Linked DNA regions of Oryctolagus cuniculus: regions 1 and 2 are each linked to region 3. The links are chromatin contacts, called in public Hi-C and Micro-C maps. All regions are on one chromosome and are shown on one strand. Each heading gives the region's core, a stretch centred on a gene start, on an enhancer-like site or on the middle of the called end of the contact. The rest is flanking DNA. Distances are from core to core; before and after follow the strand shown.

The links. A called contact is a pair of places that touch in the nucleus more often than the background predicts.
Region 1: a Hi-C map of skin fibroblasts shows a contact between it and region 3, with 1.7 times the contacts expected there. The contact joins the enhancer-like site here to the promoter of ASPN in region 3. A contact is called at or near these places in 2 of 6 Hi-C or Micro-C datasets (psoas muscle and skin fibroblasts).
Region 2: a Micro-C map of ear pinna shows a contact between it and region 3, with 3 times the contacts expected there. The contact joins the enhancer-like site here to the promoter of ASPN in region 3. A contact is called at or near these places in 2 of 6 Hi-C or Micro-C datasets (ear pinna and skin fibroblasts).

The regions. Positions count from the first base shown.
Region 1 is chr1:146,226,345-146,229,044 of mOryCun1.1, reverse strand. IPPK (inositol-pentakisphosphate 2-kinase) reads right to left here. Exons shown (of 13, transcript XM_002708226.5): 13 at 1-1,113. The coding sequence ends at 888. All of the region lies in intron 8 of CENPP (centromere protein P), which reads left to right. Among named protein-coding and RNA genes, the nearest start is that of ECM2, 44 kb to the left of the region's middle. Within about 2 kb of position 1,429, at least 3 of the 8 cell types and tissues checked have an H3K27ac peak or open chromatin away from gene starts, as enhancers often do.
Region 2 is chr1:146,246,429-146,249,128 of mOryCun1.1, reverse strand. The region is part of intron 5 of CENPP (centromere protein P); the gene reads left to right. Among named protein-coding and RNA genes, the nearest start is that of ECM2, 24 kb to the left of the region's middle. Within about 2 kb of position 1,413, at least 3 of the 8 cell types and tissues checked have an H3K27ac peak or open chromatin away from gene starts, as enhancers often do. A contact at or near this core is called in ear pinna, where this site is marked.
Region 3 is chr1:146,330,110-146,332,880 of mOryCun1.1, reverse strand. ASPN (asporin) reads right to left here and starts at 1,504. Exons shown (of 9, transcript XM_051859178.2): 1 at 912-1,504. All of the region lies in intron 5 of CENPP (centromere protein P), which reads left to right.

The sequences.
Region 1 (2,700 bases), core at 180-2,679, 100 kb after region 3:
CCTTCTGGAAGTGGGGCCCTCGGCAGCCTGATGGGGACAAGGCCATGGGCCCACACACCCGGCATAGCTCAAGGCAAACCCAGGAGAGGGTGTGAGGTGGGAGAAGGGGAACCCCATTCCTTGACCCCAGCACACCAGAGTCGGGCACTCCTGCCCCAGCAGCTCGGCAAGTGACAGCTCTGCCCCCACCTCTACAGCAGCAACTTCAGGTGGGAAAGCAAGCCTGCCTCCCCCGAAAGAGAACCGTGAAGGAAAAACAGTGCTCACGCGGAGTGGTGTCCATCCTGACCTGAGTCTCTGCTCCTTGCCGACCTGCCACGGAGCCACGGGCGTCGGCACCTCCACAGGGACCCGAGTCTAGGCGGCTCACACCACCCCCGGGCACGCCCTGCACTGTGCCCACGTGTGGCTTGCATTGAGAAAGTGACCAAGGACTCAGAGAGGGACGTTCCAGTAGTATCCATGTTTCCTTAAAGTCCAAACGGTAGGATGCTCGTGACAATTCAAGTTTTCTAAGTTAGGAGTCTGGTGGTAGGAGATCCAAACCTTGGGTCTTAGGATAAGGCTTTCTGCATCAGAGAATTAGACGTGAGCCCCCAGGTGGAAGAAAGAACCACCCAGAACGTCTTCCCAGGGCGTAACGGACACTTCCATTTTAAGACCATGAGCAGCAGCTTCCTGGGACACAGCGCTCACGTCCTACATTCCTAGTCCTGTCAGATGTTCCTAGTGCTCTTCCATTCTACACCTCCCAGAGGCAACCCACCTGAGCGGGGGTTAAATGCAAAAAGAGTCACAACCAAAGTCACCCAACGCAACAGAAAACAGCTCTAGCATTCAACCTTCACAGTCTGTGTTCAAGTTTCAGAGACACGCCAGGGAAGGAGTTAGACCTTGTGGAGAACCAGCGTGCAGTCCTCGCTCTCCTTGAACCGCGTCGACATCACCGTGTCGTCTTTGGCATGCACAGTCTTTGAGTAGAAGCTGACTATCTTGCCGTCCAGTTTGTACTGGTGAGGAATGCTCTCATAGGGCTTGAGGTCGAGGTCCAGCACAGACACGGAGAAGGCGAGCTGAGACCTCGACGAGGGGACCACGAGCCTCTGATCAGAGCTGCAAGTAGAAACGCAACTTGAGAATGCACACAACTGCCAAGTGCCCTCGTCCCACGCCAGCCACGCACACCAGCAGGTAGTGCCTACGGTGACTCCAAACCAGGCGAGACGGGGTTAAAGGATTAGCCAGAAAAGCAATCCTGCAGAGAACATGAGTGATATTCCCCACATCCCAGTGATATAAACGAACCCTGAGAAAGTCACTTCATCGTGAGCCAAGTATTACAAAACCTAAGAAGAAGTGGATGTGGCCACTCCGCAGGCGAGTGGGTGAGATGTCAGGAACAGACCTCTCTGAGAGCCGGGCTCCTCCATGCTTCTCCCGTTTGCAGAAAGGGATCTGGTGTCAAGCTTTGTTCTCAAACGCTATCTCCAATGCTCTGTATCTTCTCAGGGCTTAGTTCTGCGGCTTTTATAAACATCAGAATAGTCATGTGCTCGTAACAAAATATACTCAGAAGCACTTTCAGATTCACTCTGAATCTGCACTGAGATTTCTGTGTGTCCCACTCTGCTCTAAACACTCGGCATACAGGCAACATTCAAGAGATTGGCTAAATAGATTATATAAATTCAGTTTGGCTCAGAGAAGTATTCTCAGGTTCTGGTCCATGCTTATTACACTCTTCTAGATTTAGAAATCACTTTAAAAAGGAAAAAGAAAAAAACAAACCCAAGTTTCAAAAGCTCCTGCCCGGGAGAGGAGTGCAGTGAACACGCACGCGCCTGTTTCAACAGTGCTGTTCCACAGCTGCACGCACTCCACTCCTGCTCCAGATCTGTTTACAGGGAAAACTGACTTCCTGCCGCAGCTACGGGGTCACTACTCCCTCCTGAGCAGCAGAGAAGAGCAAGTAACTCAGGAGTCTGTGAAGGCCTGCAGTCTGCCTCCGGCAGCCAGAAGGCAAAGGTGGCTCATCCTGGCCCACGCAGCCCGAGGCCAGAAATCTGGGCTCAGTGCAACTGGGCTGGGCTAGAGTGGCCAAATCTCTGGCCCATGACAAGGACTGTGCATTTTATTTACTTTCAAAAATTACTTGTTTGAAAGAGAGGGAATTCCCTTTCACTGGTTCATACCCCAAATGCCCACAATGGCCAGAGCTGGGACAGGCCAAAGCCAGGGAAGCAATCCTGGTCTCCCACCTGGGTGGAAGGCATCCATTACGTGAGCCGTCCATTACATCACCACTGCCTCCCAACAAGTCTGCATTATCAAGAAGCAGGAACTGGAGGCGGTCATCACACCATGTATTCTGGTGCAGGATACAGTCATCCTAACTACCAGGCTGAACCCACCCCTGCTGTGTACCTTACAGGACACCTCAGTGCACCCCCCAACAAGTCAACAGGTATAAAGACAGCCCTGGGGAGGGCCAACCACCCTGCTCACCGTAAGCTCGCACGGGCCTGGGGCAGCCGCCAGTGCACGCCGGCCTGACGTCAAAAGGCTTTTCTGCTGACACTAGGGGGAGCTCCCAGGGACCTCCAGCAGCCTTAGCTACTGGGCATGGGCGAGCTTAGCGCTGCAGGGGCCTTGTCCCCATCTGGACAGCTGACCTTCGAGCACTCGCCAGCTGGGAGGGTA
Region 2 (2,700 bases), core at 164-2,663, 84 kb after region 3:
GGTTCACTCCCCAAATGGCCGCCACAGCCGGAACTATGCTGATCCGAAGCCAGGAGCCAGGTGCCTCCCCATGGTCTCTCATGGGGGTGCAGGTACCCAAGCACTTGGGCCATACTCCACTTTCTTCCCAGGCCACAGCAGAGAGCTGGACTGGAAGAGGAGCAGCTGGGACAGAATCTGGCGCCCATATGGGATGCTGGTGCTGCAGGCAGAGGATTAACCCAGTGAGCCATGGAGCCAGCCCCCACTCCTGGGGATTTTTACTAAGGCTTTCCTTTTTGCCAGGTGCCCCGGGCGACCTCCACACTGACTCTATCCATTTTTACCTAATATTTAGGATATTTGTAATTAGTTTAAAACAGTGTACTCATCTAATAAACACAAGCTACACAGTATTATCCCAACTCCCTCCAAAAGAGTCGATTATTTCTTCTCCCTAAGAATGTGGAAGTTGGCCCTTCAGGAGACACATTTCCCTTTGGCACCTGCCTTGCTGTGTAGACTGTGATTAGGTAAACGATTCCACATGTCCATAACATGTTAGCGTAAGCCAGGCGTTTAGGAGCACTTTATGAGAACATCGCCATCGTGTTCATGTACAAAGGGTATGGAGCAGAAAAGATGAAAAAAAAATTTTGCAAATGCTCCCTGGCAGGCATTGAGCCAGCCCTCTGCTGAGATGGTAGGGGTGAGCACATGTCAGTCTTAACATAATTGATTGCTAACCACTTTTTCTTGAGACTTTTTTTCAGACTCTAGCTTTGGTTTCTTTCAGTGCATCTTCTTGCTTTCTAAGAGACAGTGAAACACAGCTGGTTAGTATTTAGGACTCATGACATTTTACATAGAGAATCTCCTTTCTATTACAAATGAGCGAATAAGTGCTCTGCTTATTCATGACACTTGATTTTAAAGAACGGCATAGATCTTTTTATTTAATGCTGAAGAATAACTTTTAGGAAACTAGAACTTGTCTTTTAGCTGTTTTGTCTTTAAGAAAAAAGCAGACAGCTTGACTGTCCTGGCACTCACTCTCTTGTTTCCATCCTGCTGTTGGCCAGGGCTGCATAATCAAAGTTGGTTATGCAAGCCGCCTGGTCCCTGGGGCTCTCGTCCCTCTCCAGCCCTCAAACTTCAGGTCTTTGTTTCCAAGTAAAGCTAAGAACTACAATCCTTTTCCATTTCTTTGGTCAGCCTTGGCTTCTGGAAATTTGTATGTTTCTTCAAGTGTTATTTTAAAATTACAGGTTAGATGAATTATTAGTAGAGGGAGATTTTGGAAGACTAGTAGAAAACTCACAAATATAAAATGTCTACAACTAAAGATCTTCACCTAACAGATTTCTGAGCAGTGGCTTTGGGCCCATTTATCTCAAACATGATGTAACTAATTATAGTTGAACAAAAATCATGTGGGCCCCTAGTCTCAGAAATATTAAGCAATTGAAGTTTTGTATATATGAGCCATGAGGGAGTCAACGTCAAAATCTCCATCTTTTCAGATAATGTTAAGTCTTTCTGCACATTGAACTATCAAGAAAATGGGAATGCACTGAAACCTAGAGCACAGAGGAAAATAATCAAAAATCACTGTGCATGAGGTATTACCTTGAGGGGGAAAAATCCAAAATATAATTATTGAAAAGTATGGCCCCCAAGTGCCGGCACTGTGGCATAGTAGGTTAAGCTTCTGCCTGCAGCACCGGCATCCCATATGGGCACCAGTTCGAGTCCTGGCCACTCCACTTCCAGTCCAGCACCCTGCTGATGACCTGGGAAGGCAGCAGAGGATGGCCCAAGTGCTTGGAGCCCTGCACCCAGGTGGGAGACCCGGAGGAGGCTCCTGGCTCCTGGCTTCGGATTGGCCTAGCTCCAGTTGTTGCAGCCATTTGGGGAGTGAACCAGCAGATAGAAGATCTCTCAGTCTCTGTCTCTTCCCTCCCTCCCCACGCCTCTCTCTCTCTAACTCTGTCTTTCAAAAAAAAAAAAATCTTTAAAAAATAAAAAAGAAAGGTATGACCCTGTTACTTTTGACCCTGAAAAAAACATAGTGGCTGCTCCCCATACAGTGTTCTGGACACCTCAGCTGAGATGGGCTTGCAGATCGGTAGTTCTAATCCAGGAGGATCACAGGAAACAAGCTAGACGATATGTTCTTTACCAAATCCTGGGGAGTTTCCCCAAGGATAGATAGAGCAGACCTAGAAAAGATCCCGAGACAGGAAGTCAAGCCACCAGCACAGCCACAGGCCTCCTGGATGAGAAACGAAAAAAGATTTCTCCAGCCAAAACGGTAGTAGTAGCCAAGGGAGGCGTTTTGACACCATGGTTTTTCTATTATAAATTTCATTTATTTCCTTTTTGAAGATTTATTTATTTCAATGGCAGAGTGACAAGGCTAAGAGGTCTTCCATCTGCTGGTTCACTCCCCAAATGGGCCACGATGGCTGGAGCAGGGCCAGGCTGGAGCCAGGAGCCCAGAAGCTCATCTGAGTCTCCCACATGTGTGGCAGGGGCCCAGGCATGTAGGCCCTCTCCCACTGCTTTCCCTGGTGCACTGAAAGGAATCTGGATGAAAAGTCGAGCAGCCAAGACTCCATCTGGCACCCTGACGGCTGCTTAACCCTCTGTGCCACAACACCAACCGTTAGTTTACTTATGTCTTAATTGTCTACCTTTCTACCTTGACTTTTTGACTTT
Region 3 (2,771 bases), core at 255-2,754:
TTCTTGTAGAATTAAAAAAAAAAAAAAAACTTTAGAGATACAAACCCCCTCAGGTTCTTTGTGACTCAGTCTCCACCCCATGTGGCCATGGTTTCTTGGCTGCCACACCTCTAAGTGGTTAACATGGTGGAGTGCTGTGCTCTGTATTGAATTCATTCTTCAATTTGTTTCAATCCAGGTTTAATCAAACATTTAGTTTGGGTTGAGGGAGGACAGATGAAATCCTTGAGCATGTTAAATTCTGACTGTGGAGTTTGTGCACAGAAATCTCTAATATAGAGCTAGTTTAACTATTGCTGATAAGTACTCTTTCTTGGCATTCTGAGAATTTCTATCCTGAGCTCTTTCTTGGAATTATGAGGATTTCTGTCCTAACTATCCAGTACCATTTTATTACATAAGAATAAGGAGGACATTTATTGAGGGAAAATATGGATATTTAAATGTGTAAATAAAAATTACATTTGAATTATTCACATTTTTAAATTACATTAGAAAAGTTTTATACTTTGAAAGAAATATTTACTGTTTTATTTAGTGTATCTGTGATATCCCTAAACTTCACTATCATTAATTATTAATGCTATTTTCCTAGAAGGACATATTAAAATTTTTATTTAAATGATTTTCTAAAATAAAATAAGTCAGGTTAACATTTATGGTAAAGCATATTGACAGGTTTTCACTTAGTTATAAATAGTCATAATTATATTTCAAATAAATCAATTATGCATAAACTAGATTAATTTTGAACACAAAGTTTAGGTTTGTGTTAAAGCTGCTGATTTTTAAGAAATCAGAGATAAGCTTTAAATTTTAATATAATTTACAGACATTTACTAGTAACATTAATGTCTCCTTAGCATTGACTATAAAGTAATTATACATGTAAGGCAGACATGAAAACATACCTTATTGAAAGAGAGTAGTCCTCTTGAAAGTAGAACTTACCCACCATGTACTACTCGTCTTAATATAAATGTTCCCAGGTACTGCTTAGGCAGCAGAGATGAGAAGGTGTTGCATTTAAAAGAAAAAGCACCCTGCAGCACAGCCTGGTGTGCTGCACCCTGGGTGATGCTCGAGTAAACTGCTGCCACAGATTAGTCCATGTTAGGACTGAGCAGTGAGATTAAAACTCGTTACTGCTCATATGTTTTCCATCACTGTCTGTATCGGAGCCAAGACTTCTAGCTACACTCTAGACGTCTACTGGAAGATTCTAAAAAAAAAAAGGAGGGGGAGGTGGGAGAGTTTAATAATGCATGGCAACCAGCCATTGAAAGTGCAGTCAGAGTCACTCAAGAAATACCTGATTTGAAAAAATACATAGAAAATTCTTAAGTGAATGAAGGCTTGTGAATTACAACTTTAAAAATCAGACACCCAATATAGACTAGTAAAACATTTCTCAATCTCAGTATTGAGTGCCAACATAATTGAGGTATAAACCCCAGCTCCAGAGGAACCTGAGCAAGGAGCCGTTCTCTTACTTTCTGCTAATGACTGGAGCTATTACATTAAGCACATTTCTCAAGACTTTTTTTTTAAAAAGCCTTTGGCAATAGAGGGCTATTAGCCAGCCACAGGCATTTTGGGAGAAACGGCACACCAGGCCCTGTGGCTACTGGCTGGCCTATAAAGTGTGGTATGAGACAGCTGCATGTGTCCAGGTGACTCCCTAGGACTCATCTAGCCACTCTCCCTCTGTAAGAGTGTATCAGGTGTGACAGTGCTGGTGATGATTTGAGAGCAGGAAGGTGCCATGCTCGGAAGAAAATCCATATTTGTTCCAACTTTTCTACCCACCCCTAGAGATTGCCCAGGTCCTGCATCGGCTAAGACATGCTTCAATACAAGACAGTTTTCTACTCTAGTGACACTCGCTGGTGTAGGTGACCTGTGCATCACTAGACTGCTGTGTGAATTTGGATGCCTGCCTGTTTGTGAAGACCTCTTCCAGTGGGTTAGCAGAACTTCTTTCTTGTCATAAAGAATCTGAAGACCCGTGTTCCCAATCTCAAGAAATGGCCACAGTACTGAAGTGAGCCAGCTGTAGTCATGGAGGAATGTGTGGAGCGGGCAGTTGTATCTATTCCCCCCTCACTAAAATAAAAACTCAGCCCTACATCTGTATTCTGGCCCTCAGAAGGCCAGCCCTAAGCATAGCTCAGGACCCACTTCACCCCCACTGACCTGCGGATGGCAGCCATCCTATTTGGGGTAGAGTGCTCATGTACTGTTTGTGCAATTATGTTTTAGTTGCAAATTTCTCTGTTAACTTGATGAATTGAAACATCATGAAAGTATGAAGTGGATCTTACTAATCTTTGTATCCAGGGCATCCAACGTCAGCCCGAATTCCATCCTAGCTTAGTCATAAACAGGAAGCTTTGAGTAAAATCCAATGTGTGCTGCACAACGTGTTGTTTTGTTTTTAACTTTTTGTTGAAGAGTCTATTACAGAATAAAACATCATAATAGTACAGCCTAGTTAATTACACGCTGGTTCTTGATCCAGAAATCCCAGCTCTCCTGAATCTCTCCTCATCCCCCAGAAAGCCACTGCCTGACATCACCCCCCCTAGATTATTTCCTAGACTTTGTGTAAATAGAATCATACTTTATATTTTCTCTTGTATCTGGCTTTTTCATTCAACATCATATTTTGAGACCCGTCCATGCCATTGTGGTCAGCAGTAGTTCATTCTCGTTACTGTATTGTATTCCATTGTAGGAGTATGCCACGAATAGTTTATAAATTCAGCAGC